2 separate regions of the Mus musculus genome follow, and region 1 is linked to region 2. Evidence: chromatin contacts called from public promoter capture Hi-C data. All regions are on one chromosome and are shown on one strand. Each heading gives the region's core, a stretch centred on a gene start, on an enhancer-like site or on the middle of the called end of the contact. The rest is flanking DNA. Distances are from core to core; before and after follow the strand shown. Region 1 overlaps Kif1b (kinesin family member 1B). Region 2 overlaps Kif1b (kinesin family member 1B).

The links. Capture Hi-C pulls out chosen DNA fragments and counts their contacts.
Region 1: a promoter capture Hi-C map of adipose tissue shows a contact between it and region 2. The contact joins two enhancer-like sites. A contact is called at or near these places in 1 of 15 datasets of contacts at CTCF or cohesin (the NIH/3T3 cell line), 9 of 484 Hi-C or Micro-C datasets (the HPC-7 cell line, embryonic stem cells, epidermal suprabasal cells and 4 more), 2 of 115 datasets of contacts at active chromatin or transcription factors (embryonic stem cells and hepatocytes) and 4 of 9 other capture datasets (adipose tissue, embryonic stem cells, liver and 1 more).

What each region holds. Positions count from the first base shown.
Region 1 is chr4:149,254,287-149,260,726 of GRCm38.p6, forward strand. Kif1b (kinesin family member 1B) reads right to left here. Exons shown (of 49, transcript NM_001290995.1): 15 at 3,584-3,795. Among named protein-coding and RNA genes, the nearest start is that of Kif1b, 50 kb to the right of the region's middle. Within about 2 kb of position 1,480, at least 115 of the 459 cell types and tissues checked have an H3K27ac peak or open chromatin away from gene starts, as enhancers often do. A contact at or near this core is called in adipose tissue, where this site is marked.
Region 2 is chr4:149,179,512-149,185,762 of GRCm38.p6, forward strand. It overlaps Kif1b (kinesin family member 1B), which reads right to left. Exons shown (of 49, transcript NM_001290995.1): 45 at 4,798-4,919; 46 at 2,757-2,906; 47 at 2,298-2,490; 48 at 1,973-2,091; 49 at 1-1,299. The coding sequence ends at 1,257. Among named protein-coding and RNA genes, the nearest start is that of Pgd, 16 kb to the left of the region's middle. Within about 2 kb of position 2,905, at least 25 of the 459 cell types and tissues checked have an H3K27ac peak or open chromatin away from gene starts, as enhancers often do. A contact at or near this core is called in adipose tissue, where this site is marked.

The DNA of each region.
Region 1 (6,440 bases), core at 230-2,729, 73 kb after region 2:
CTGCACAGAGAAACCCTGTCTCAAAAACTGAAAAACAAAAGACAAGCAAACACTCCAGCGGCTTAGAGAAAGCGTTAACTGAGTGGCACACTAGCAAACCTTTAGTGCCAGCAAAGACTGACTAACACTAATTCTACAATCACTCTATACATAAGAAAACTAAAGATCAAAAATCTAGGCAATTTACCTAAGCTTATCTTACTCCTTGACCTGGTCTTCCTAACTATTACTGATCTTTACTTGATTGATTGATTAATTGATTGACTGATTGACTGACAGACAGGATCTCACATGGCCCTGCCTAACCTCACACTCACTGGTCACAGATGATGCTGAATCGCTGATCCTGCGGCCTCAGTCCCGAGACTACTACAGGATGTGCTACTATGTTCAGCTCAGCTCTTTATTTCTTCTTGATGAGGCAGTAAGAAGGTAGGAAATTTGGTAAGGCAAATCAGACATACTTCGAAAAAACATTGTAGGTTATGTTTTAACATTTGGAAGATTGGATGTTTACTCCATGGAGCACTGCTTGAAGCCACCAGGTAGCTAAGGTTCACTGTACCCAAGCTTCCTGAGTGAGTCCAAGCGTGGGGTCAAAACACTGCTTGGGACAGCATTTGTCCTGCTCACTTCTATGATGGATGTTTATAGATATTTATAGGCTAAATCTGGGCGATGGCATTCTCAGTACTGACTTTGATGCCAGTCTATAAACATCAGAGCCAGTGGCTATAGCTACATGCTTACAGCTTAGTACTGAGTACAAAGACCAAGTCATGTATGCGAGACTTCAACTCAGTTCAAGTCCTGGCTTTAAAGAAAAATTACATACCACTATCTTGTTTCTTTTTTTTTTTTTTTTTTGCCAGAGAAGTTTAGAAAGGAATCGGGATACTAATATTATGTATGGAAATAGGCTAGTCAATGAGGAAGGAGGGAGCAGCACCTATTGAAAAGTAATGTGCGAACGCTGACCTTAAGCTAAAAATACAGAGGAGCAAAGAAAGGCAAAGAAACCGTTAGGAAGATGGATTAGCCCCCATTGTTGCTGTTCTCCATTACAGTATTTTTCTCTTGCAGTGTCATGCCTTAGGAATGCAGCTCCTAGGACATTCTCAAGCGTTTCTATTGTACAACTGCTGTCCCACACGCTGGATGAAAGATGTTCTCTGCCTGCATCATTAAAATGCAGGCCTGTCCAAAAGGAATTCTCACCATTCACAACGTCAGAGCAGAACCAGGCTTCTGCTTCAGTGAGCTACGGCGTGACTGATCACAAAGCTGTAAAGAAGCTATTTGCACTCTAGAATAAAGCTAGAGAAAGATTTTACTTACGTTGCTTCAAGGGAAGTTAAGAGAGCAGTTTATGTGCTGATTAAAGTATTACAGCTTTGTTTTCATCGGATTTAGGCAGTTGGGAGAGAATTCCTCCAATAAGGAAAGCATTATTCCCTGAAAGCCACTGGGAACGGCTACTGGGTGACCTCATTCTTAAAAAGCCTACTTGCCGTCCTGACTCCTAACACGCGGCATTGCTGTCAGCTGGTTCTAGCTAGCAAGCAGAAAGCAATTTCTCCTTTACATCAGAGAAAGAAAAGGGTAATCTCACTTCTTCAGGAAGGTACAATATAAAAATAGGTAAGATTCACCATCTCTAAAGGAGGTGAACATTTGATGTAAACAATTAGAGGGAAGTTTCACTTTTCCCTACTGCCAGAGTCCTGCTGGCAACATGGTCACTGACCCCTCCTAATGAGGAAATTGTGAATGAACACTCCTTCCCACACAGGACTCCCACAGAATCCATAGGAAAGCTTCCAAGTCGGTTTCACAACAGCAGAGATCACCCTGCACCTTGCACCTTGAATAAAAAGATGTCTCCCTCCTCTCCTTTTGCCAGGCATTTTAGAACTTCACTTACTTTCTGAATCAAGACACAAAAGCATTGTTTTTATTTTGGAATCACCTTCCTTTTGAAGGAAGAAATCAAAGGAAAAGATGGGATGATAAGAAAGGACTCACAGGAAGTCTGTTACAGTTCACCTGAAAGCCACAGTGACAGCACCTGACACAGATTCACTGACCTCTGTAGTGAAGTGTTCAACAAGCCAGCCTGGCTACCTTCCTCTCTCATGACTTTACCTATTAGAGAGCCGCTGTTCTCAACTGTCTTCAGATGGGCACAGTTGTTAGTGGGGGATACTGAGTGATGGTGAAGAGGGTCCCTGACTGGGAGCATGGCCGTGACTTCTACATTCTCAGTGAGTTTCCCCTACCCTAGTACTCTTGAACACACAGGCCAAGAGAATGGAGGCAGCAGGCAGCAGGCAGCAGGCAAGAGAACATGATGCTCCCGCTGTGGCCCGATGCTGGCAGGAGTGCTGGCAGTATGGCCTCAGCACCACAGGTGACACCTGTCTGCTCTCACTGCAGTCGCTGAAGGAAGGACAAGGACTACTCCTGATTTTCACATTCATGCAGAGCCAAAACACAAATGGCCATAGCCAGCAACAGACTGAAAGAACCCCCGTCTGCAGAGCTGGGAGCCAGGAATAATGTGACAATAATCAACTTAACACAACTTAAAACTAGATCCGTGTCTGACTGTCAGCGAGAGCACTGCCAGAGAAGCTAGAGAGAGAGGAAACCCACCACGAATGTGGCAGAACTATCCTGTGAAGTGGGGTTCGAGACCGAAATAAAGAGGGGCAATGAGAAAGCCAGGTGAGTACTCTTTCTCTGCTTCCTGATCTGCAAAGATGCGAGCAGGCAGCCTCATGGAAACTCCAGCAGCCACGCCTTCTCTTCAGACTAACCGCAAACCATGACGTAAAAACAAACGCTCCCTTATGTTGCTTCTTCTCAGGTATTTGGTTCCAGCAAGGAACCAATACAGTGGGCAATTTACAGTTGAGTAGCACCATGGCCCAAGGAGCTCAGCTGTACCAGACAGGAGGAGAAAGCCCTCTTCTCCCATAACTAAGGGCTTTGTGAGTTCTAAAAGGTCTAATTTCATGTAACCTAATAAACCAGCTATTTCTACTTAAATGTTCAAACTTACAGTTAATTATATATTAATGTTACTAATGGAAGACTGCTCTATGGAGAATTCTATCTTCAGTAAAACCAAATTTTCCAACTAGTTATTCTATGTAAATTATTATCACTTTAGAAAGGGTTTCGTATTACCTAGGCTGGCCTCGAACTCACTATGCAACCAGGATGATGCCAAACACCTCACCCCTGTTCTCCATCTCTTGAATACTACTGGCTTATCAGGTTCAGGCCACCATATCTAGCTTTAAAACTAAACATCTAACAAGCAACGTGACTGTGACTTATAAATGACCTTCAAATTAATGTAAATCTTTGTATGGCTAACTTAGGACCTTTTCATCTTGGGCCAAGCCAAACTCAAACATTCTGATAAAAAGGAATTAAACAAATAATTTCATTTTCAGGACACCTCTAACAGTTAACATCTCCCTGTGCTAAGCCAACATTTCTGTGATGCTCATTCAGTCCTAGTTCTGTCTTCTAGAACGACAGAGAATGCGCTGCATTCAACCTTCAGACTTACCTTCAGACGTTCAATGGCTTCCTCCCCTCCAGGTGTAGACATGATCCTCTCCTGAATACTGGTCACAGATGTTAAGCCCACCTGACTATTAAGTGAGCATGAAGATGGAGATGAAGTGAGGGACCCCATGGATGCTGTGGAAAAATTGCCAGGGCGTTGATTCTCAGAGGCTAGCAAGTACCTATGCTTATTGTTCTGAAAATCTTTCAGATCTGGGAGACAGAAAGAAAAGGTAGAAAAAAGGAAAGAAGGAGCAGAGGAGGGAAAAAGACAGGAAGGAACAGCAGTGTGAGAAAGGACAGCATCAAAGCCCAAGATGAACACACGCTCTAACACAGACAAGCTATGGAACTGTACTAGATGGCAGTTCTAAAACATGTCCTTCTTCAATATTGACCCTAAGCAGTCAGCCCCTTCTAAATTTAGAACTGAGACATTTCCAGCATGGGAAGGCATAGCCAGAGCTTTAAAGATGTTCTTCCTAAGCAGGTAAAACTACTGGCAAACTAAAGTAAACTAAGCCCTTAAATTCTTCCAGTTATTCCAAGTCTTCAGTATCTACAGTTTTACTCTATTTTTAAACTCCACTTGTTTTTAACAGAAAGGGAAAAATAGCAATTAATACCACATACTGGCCTAGTTTAGTGTTCAGTGAAATTAAGAAATGTTAGTTCCAACCCTGAGCATTTAGTAGTCTTTGCATAGAAGCACTTTAACATGCCAAAAATATACTCTAAATTAAAAGAACTGAAGAAATGAGAATAATTTTGAGGAAATATGGTATGATAGTCATTGTGAATGCTTGTTTCAATAGGAAAGAACAACTAGTGAATTAACAAGTATATTAATTAATTTTAATATAAATTAATAAATAAATAAATTAATTTTAGTATATTTTCCATTTTTAAGTCACAGTAAACAAAAACTACAAACCATTTGATAATTTAAGTAAAAGCCCTGTGTCTAATGGCTTAATGACTGGAACACTGGTAAGCTTTCTCCCTAGTATGATAGGCAAGTGTTTAAGACATATTTGCAGTAACTAAAGTCTGGAATACAACTGAAAATAATAGTCTTAAATTTGGTCCCGGTAAAACGTCCACCAATAACAAAACTGACTCATTTGCTTTTTTTGTAATTTTATTCATTAATCATCCTTCTCAAATGAACTGCAAAGAAACCACTGGTGCGGTCCATCTATCTTGTTCTTTGAAGACAGGGTCTCATGCAGCTCAGCCTAACCTCATATTTGCATTGTGGCCAAGAATGACCTTGAACTCTTAACTTTCTGACCTCCTACTCCTGAGTGCTCACACTGTGGGATTACAGATGTGTGCTAACATGTCTACTTACATTTCTATGGTAAAATTAGCTCATTAAGTGTTTGTTTGTTTGTTTAAATTACATTGATTTCTTTTGTGTGTGTTCCTGTGTGGTCAGAGGACAACTTGTGAGAGTCAGTTCTCTCCTTCCACTATGTGGGAACCAGGGATCTAAATCAAGTCCTTAGGCTTGGTAGCAAGCACCTTTATCCACGGAGCCATCTTCCTGGCTCTCATTTTTAAATTTGAGAAAATTTACGTTCCTTGAATTCCTATCAGAACTCAGTTTCCCTCAAAGGATAGGGCAATGGAAGTGGCTGGGACACAGTCACTCGCTGGGTGACTCATCTCATCTCTACTACTGAATGGAAACCAGTTCTTGAAGCCTGCCTGTGGTAGCTGCTTCAAGACAGTTTGAAAACTACCATCTACAGATAAAAGGGAAACATGGGAAACCAAGCAAAGAGGCATGTTTAAAAAGCAAACAGGAACTGGAGCAAAAATCATCCATCAGATGATGGCAGAAGGTGGGAAAGAGGGACAGGCGGAGGTTAGATGGTCCTGTGGTCACATGCAAGCCATAAAATGAATTAAAAGTAGATCCAAAAGGAAACTGAGAAGTAGCCAGGACTGCCCTCCTTTGAGGATACGAGATTAAAACTTAGTCATGCACGGTTTTCAGGAAATGCCACAGCAGCTCAGAAAAGATAGGCAACAGGCCATCAGTAGCACCTTGAACACAAAAGCAAGAAGGCGGCACCCTCGCCACACCAATACCCTTCAGCCTTGGAGATCTCAGACAGAGCTGTTCCAGGCCAAGAGCCATGTGTGTCTGGGCATCCCAGTCCTCTGGGCTAAAGTCAGCACAGTAACTGGTAGCACCGTTAGGTTCTTCTGTGCATTCCCTTGTCCCCAAACTGAGATTTGACATGGCTTGATGAGTTATCTTAAAAGCATAAACAACTATTTTCTTGTCAACTTAACACTTATATAAAGACATCTTCATTTAAGTTATATACTTTAGATATCTATTTAAAAAAAATTTTTTTTTTGAGTTTTTTGAGACAGGGTTTCTCTGTGTAGCCCTGGCTGTCCTGGAACTCACTTTGTAGACCAGGCTGGCCTCGAACTCAGAAATCCACCTGCCTCTGCCTTCCAAGTGCTGGGATTAAAGGCATGCGCCACCACTGCCCAGCTATTTAAAATTTTTAAATAGTAATTTATGAAAAGAGGAGAAAATATCTATCTAGTGATCAAGTAAGATAAGGCCTAAGATACGAAGAAAAATCAACGGAGCTCAGCACAGGTGAGTGCTAATCCAACACGCACAGAGCTCTTTAATTACAGACAGTTTGGCTAACTAGAAATGAATTTTGTAATTATACAAAGACTCACATTTATAATGCTAATTAAAAAGGATATTTCCTATTAAATAATTGGATCATAAAAGAAAGCAACTCAAGAGGGAAAAAAGTGTAGGAGTAGAAATGATTAAAAGCTCTGAGGTAAACTGCCTAACCTAAACATGGGGAACC
Region 2 (6,251 bases), core at 1,655-4,154:
CAATGCCATGTTTGTTCATATGGAGACGAGAACTACTGGAAATGGCCACTGGATTTAGATGGAGACCTCAAGATTTATGCTGAAGCTACAAGTCTTTGATCAAAGGGAGCGACAACAATCACAAGCTGCACTCAGCACTCTCAAAGCAACAATGGTCCATATCACCAGAAAGTCAAACACTCCCCAGTCCCTCTTGTGGGAAATCTGTTCATGACATCACCTAATTCCAAACAGTGACACTGAGACTAGAGTTGGGAAACTCCTAGACAAACGCTCCTTCCCAGGGAGGAGACAAGCCTGCTGGACCCTGCTGTAAGGAGCTACAGTCACCCTTGTGACCCACTGCCCAATCTACTGCAGCAGCCCGAGTCTTAAAGGGCTAGCAGCAGCCTCTGTTGCAGGCCAATCACAAGGCCCCTCTGCATCTTCCACTCTATACATCCATGCTCCGAGCCCTGATTTAGACAGAGAATTTAAATCCCATTTCTGAGCTTCCCACAGTGCTTTCCCTGAATGGAAACACATGGATTAGCCACCAAAGAGAAAGAGAAAGAGAGACAGAGACAGACAGACACACACACACACACATACAGAGAAAGAGAGAGAGTCAGAGACAGACACAGAGAGAGACAGACAGACACCAGACACACACACAAATAGACAGAGACAGACACTGAGAGAAAAAGAGACAGAGAGAGAGAGAGAGAGAGAAGAGAGAGAGAGAGGAAGAGAGAGAGAGAGAGAGAAACAAGTTAACAAGTTTTCTTCTCCTGGCTGACAATACCAAATGTCTCCTCCCTTAGTCTCTAAACCACCCAGAAAAAAGAAGATTATCATAAACAAAGGGGAAAGAAAAAGAGAGACAGAGAAGTTACCCTGAAAACCAGAGCTACGGAGACAACAGTCGGACAGTGACCGTGAAGGGGACCTAACATCCAAAGGAAGCTGAAGCACACAGGAGAATCATTTGGAGATGTGCTGGGTCCCCTCGGGTGTGGGTGAGTGTGAGTGTGAGTGTGTATGGACGTGTAGTGGTTTTGTTCCCCTTGTTAGGCCACATGCTACAAGTCTTAGCACAAGAATAAGAAGAGTCAGAGCCATGGAGAGGGAACAGAGAGCTAGAGAAGTGCAGGGTGAGGAGGGAAAAGTCGTTAAGCCACAGGATTACATACAAGAATAACTGTCAAGAATCACAAAGAGAATGAGAGGTAACACTTTCTTTATCTGTCGAAGGTGAGCAAGGCTCAGGAGAACGCTCAGTACTTTGGCTGGCTCGGGCATCTGCGAGAGAGTTTTGACCTATGAGAAAAACAGGAGGCAGCGTTAGAAGAGTGGATGCTGGTCTCTCCCAGCCGATTCTGCAGGCCAGGCTTCTACGCTCCTAAACAAATGGCTGGACCAGCAGTTCTCAACTCGAGACCCCTTTGGGGGTTGAATACCCTTTTCACAGGGGTCGCAGAGCAGATAGCCTGCAGAGCACATATGGACATTATGACTCCTAACAGTAGCCCAGGGACAGCTATGAGGTCTTTCCTACGCTGGGGACTCTGTGAGATGCGCTCCTCTCACACAGCCTGAACTATGGGAGTCCATTAAAGCACTGTTTCTCCTTTACTCGGTGCTCTGGGCCTTCTGCAGACCTCCTGAAAACTGAAACCTAAAGGAGATGAAGGATAGGACCGGTGGTGTCCTTACGGCTGAGGACGCACGACACTGCACTGGAAGCAGGGCACTCGTCTCACCCTGTAACTCATCATCGTACCCTTGCCTTCCTTTCCATTTTCATCCCAGTTAGAACGACACATCTTTCCTACTCATGTAAATGTGAGAAAGAGCTTTCACGAGCCAGGCATGGTAGTGCACACCTGTAAACCCAGTCCTTGGGATGAGGTGGAGAACTTAGAATCTGGCTTGGGCTATACAGTGAGACTGTCTCAGCATGAGGAAATGAAGCAAAAGAACAGTATCTGACCTTATTGTGCCAGCCAGAAGTGGGTTAAAGGCATATAACCAGTCATTCATGTCTTTGTCATTGAGAGCTTGCAGAAGGACCCCACGGTGCTTTGTGCATACAGCAAAAGTATTAGGTGTCTGGGAAGAGACATTAGGTAGAAGAAAGTTATTGGAGAGAATGAACAGTTAGGAACATCTTGCCAAATTCACAGGGTGCACAGCACTTCACACCGAAAGTTCATGCAACCCAGATATAAACTAGGATCCATGCCACAGACTAGAACGCCAGACTCAAAAGGGAAGAACACAGGGAGCATCAGACAGCCAAGTCAGGAGAGACTGACCTTCACCATGGCCTGCTGGTCCTCGCTGTACTCCACCTGTGCTGTAGACAGGTTAATGATGCCACGCTCTACTGGGTCTTTGTCACTGTTATAGATGAAGACGTAAGGGCGACGAACCACAACGAAATGTTTAGCCCAGTTACTGGAAAGTGGCTCTTTGAAATGCAGGTATCCTTTCTTAGATACCACTGATCTGAAAGGACATTGTAAAAGAAGTCAGTTTCTCCTAAAGTAAACAGTAGTAAGCTGAGATCGACCCATCGATACATGCTTCCACTAGGCGAGCCCTCAGATGCACCAGGACAGGAAAATGATCCAGTTGGCCTAGATCATCACTGGTCACATCAGCACAATGTGCTAGGCCCAGATGCCCACCGCACACGGCAGCACAGCCCTGTGCTCTAGGCTGGAACAGCCTTGCACAGCAGAGCTAGAAAGGGTGCATGCCACAGGACTCACCCCGCTCTGACTTCTTCAATGTCTGGAACAAGATTGAGAAATTCATTCTTCCCTGCTCGGGCCAAATAGGGTGTCTCCACAGTTGGGACGATCTGAAACTGTTCAAATTCTTGGCAGGGACTGGAGGCACGAGAGTTGGCTTCTGGGGTCCTTACAGAGGAAGCAAAGAGTAAGAAGCACGTCAGTTAGGTCAGAGCCACTGTGGACATGACCTCACCAGACACAGTGCGCCTGCCCAAGTGCCAGAGGCAAACATCAGTTTCAGAGGTCAGCTAAGAGAAGCTGGTGTCAGAAAGGTAACCCTCATTCCAGCATCTTCTCCGTGGAACAGGACACTGGGGCCACTGAGTCCTGAGAACACAAGCATCTGATAGGAACTGTGTTCCCTCAGGAGTGTCCTATCAGTCTCATGGCCAGAACTGACACAGTGGGTCTCAAAGTGTGGCCCCTGACTGACAGCAGCAGCTCTCTCTGGGACTGGTAGACTGCCCAGTCAGAGACACAGGAAGATGCTTGGCCACTGTGCTATAGCAAGTTTCTAAGGGGTTTTAAAAAGTTCACATCTTGGGCTGGAGAGATGGCTCAGAGGTTAAGAGCACTGTCTGCTCTTCCAGACTCTCATTAGTTCAATTCCCAGCAACCACATGGTGGCTCACAACCATCTGTAACGAGGACGAGTGCCCTCTCCTGGCTTGCAGGCATAAATGCAGGCAGAATACCGTGTACTTAATAAATAAATAAATCCTTTAGAAAAAAAAAGTTCACATCTTGTGGATAGCAGATAAAGCAAACAAATGAAGAAGAACCTGGACCTAGCTGAGAAGGCTCCTAAGAGCAGAGGAGTAGAGTAGTGAACGCCATCATTCTTTAGGCCTCTGTTCTGGTTGTTAGGGGTCTCCTAGAATAGCTTAGCCTGATGATTCTGTATATTTCTGATTCTAAAGGTCCATTTTGAGGCTGGAGAGATGGCTCAGCAGTTAAGAGCACTTATAGTTCTTCCAGATGTCCTGAGTTCAATTCCCAGCAACCACAACCATCTATAATGGAATCTGATGCCCTCTTTGGTGTGTCTGAAGACAGCTACAGTGTACTCATAAAATAAAAAAATCTTAAAAAAAAAAAGGTTCATTTTGCAAGCTTTACTATTTTTGTGTGTGTGTGCGTACATGTGTGCATGGGTATGTTTGTGTGTGTGTTTGAGTGTGTGTGTGTGTGTGAGTGTGTGTGTATGCATGAGCTCATGCATGTGGAAGCCTTCCTCTCTCACTAGATGCCTTCCTCTATCATTCTCCACTTAATTGTGCTAAGTTTTTACCTTTTATGTAGTATCTATTTATTCTGTGAGTTTTATACCCTATACAATGTACTTTGGTCATCTCCACCACCACACAGCCCTTCCAGCTTCATGTCAGTAATCCAGTGAGTTCAGTTAGTGCTGTCTACACTCACACAGGCGTGGGCCAGATACTAGAGCACGGACCAGTGGCCATGCCACAAAGAAAAAGGACTCTTTCCCAGCAGCCATCAGTTGCCAATAGCTCCTCAGCTAGGAACTGGGCCCCCTGAGCCCCTCCCAATCCATGGGCTGGCTTCTTCTTATGCAGGTCTCAGGCAGGTGACCACATCCAGAAGACACTCCTCCCGTCCCCCAGCTCTTAGATCCACCTGTCTCAGCCTCCTCAGCACTGAGACCAGTCCTGTTCCCCTGCAGATGCTTTTTATGCGGATGCTGGGGAGCTGAACGCAGGTTCTCATGCTGGCACAGCAAGCGCTTCACCATCTGAGCCATCTCGGTGGGCCTCTATGCTTTATCATTTCTTTGGATCCATCTTACATTTGATTTGTGTTTTTAACTAGCTTCTGCTTTCTTAGTAGCACATATAACAATTTCATACATCTAATAACAACCTAAAGTTAATAAACTTAAATGAAGAAAGTGCCCACACACTCTAGAGTTGTCCAGAATAGGACAGTGATGTTGAGCTGAATCCAGAACTATAGAAAAACTGGTACTTTGTCTCTGTGAAATCTGAGTACTCACTTCTGATCCATAGAGCTGCTCCTGGAGTCCACCAAGGAGGGGCAAGTGGAGGAGGGCGTGAGGGTGGAACTGCTGAAACTGGACACAGAGGGGTCCCGTCCAATTGGAGAGATGTCAGACAACTACAACAAAGGCAGCACCAATGAGACTCAGCAGCAGCAGCACAACGGAGCTCAACGTTAGCTAGACTAGGCAGCAGCAAGCCCAGGATCTGCCGTCTCGGCCGCCTCAACCCTGGGATCAGAGGCGACTCTTTTTACACGGGCGCTGTGGATCTGAACGCAGGTTCTCATGCTTATATGACAAGCACTTTACGTCTGCCTCTGCCACAGAGAGCAGCAAAAGTCGTCTAAGATAGCCATCTTTTTTAAGGCTGATTCAAAGTCATTAAAGAAAACAAGCCTCTGTAACACAATTATTACTGCTCATAGGCAACGCACCAAACCCTTGTTTCTGTCCCCAGAGTGAAGAAGAGGAGGAGGAGGAAGGAGAGAGATGAGGGAGGGGAGAGAAAGAATGAGAAGCTCTATGTGTCTCTAATTCTCCCTGCTATTACACAGCCTGCACACACACGCCAAGCACCTATTGTTCAAAGCACATGGCAAAGTCCTGCACTCATGGAGCGGAGCATACATTAGTGAAGAAGGGAGACAGACTTTCAAAACGTGCCAGATGGTCAGGCCCATGATACACAGTTAGACCATGTCGCAAAAAACCCAAATGAACGAACGAACGAATGAATGAATGAACAAATGAATAAGTAAATAGAACAAAACCAAAAAGTACCAGATAGTAGGGTCAGAAATATGTCTCAGTGGTTAAGAGAACTGGCTGCTTTTTTTTTTTTTTTTTTAGTTTTCTGAGACAGGATTTCTCTGTGTAGCCCTGGCTGTCCTGGAATTCACTTTGTAGACCAGGCTGGCCTCGAACTCAGAAATCCACCTGCCTCTGCCTCCTGAGTACTGGGATTAAAGGCGTGCACCACCACGCCCAGCGAACTGGCTGCTCTTACATAGGACCTGGGTTTGAGTCCCAGCATCCACACAGTAGTTCACAACTATCTGGGACTTCAGATCCATGGGATCCAACGTCTTTTTCTGACCTCCACAGGCATCAGGTACAAACACGATGCACAGAGCTACATGCATGCAAAATACCCATACATATAAAATTAAAATAATAAAGAGGAAAAATAAACAAATGTTTCAGGGGGTGGCTGGCCTGCTGTGGGGGCTGAAAGAGGCCCACTCCCAAGAAGGCAATGGTGGAGCAGAAAGCAGAAATGATGAGGGAGGCAAGCATGGGAATGAATGTCTGGAAGAAGGCATGTGAGGTGCAGAGAGACCCAGGCAGGCAGGAGCTGCGAAGGCTGAAGGAAAAGCCAAAGGGTCAAGCCATGGAGGACACACAGGTTCTCTCAGGAGCTATCACCTTTTGCTCAACGCATTAAGTCC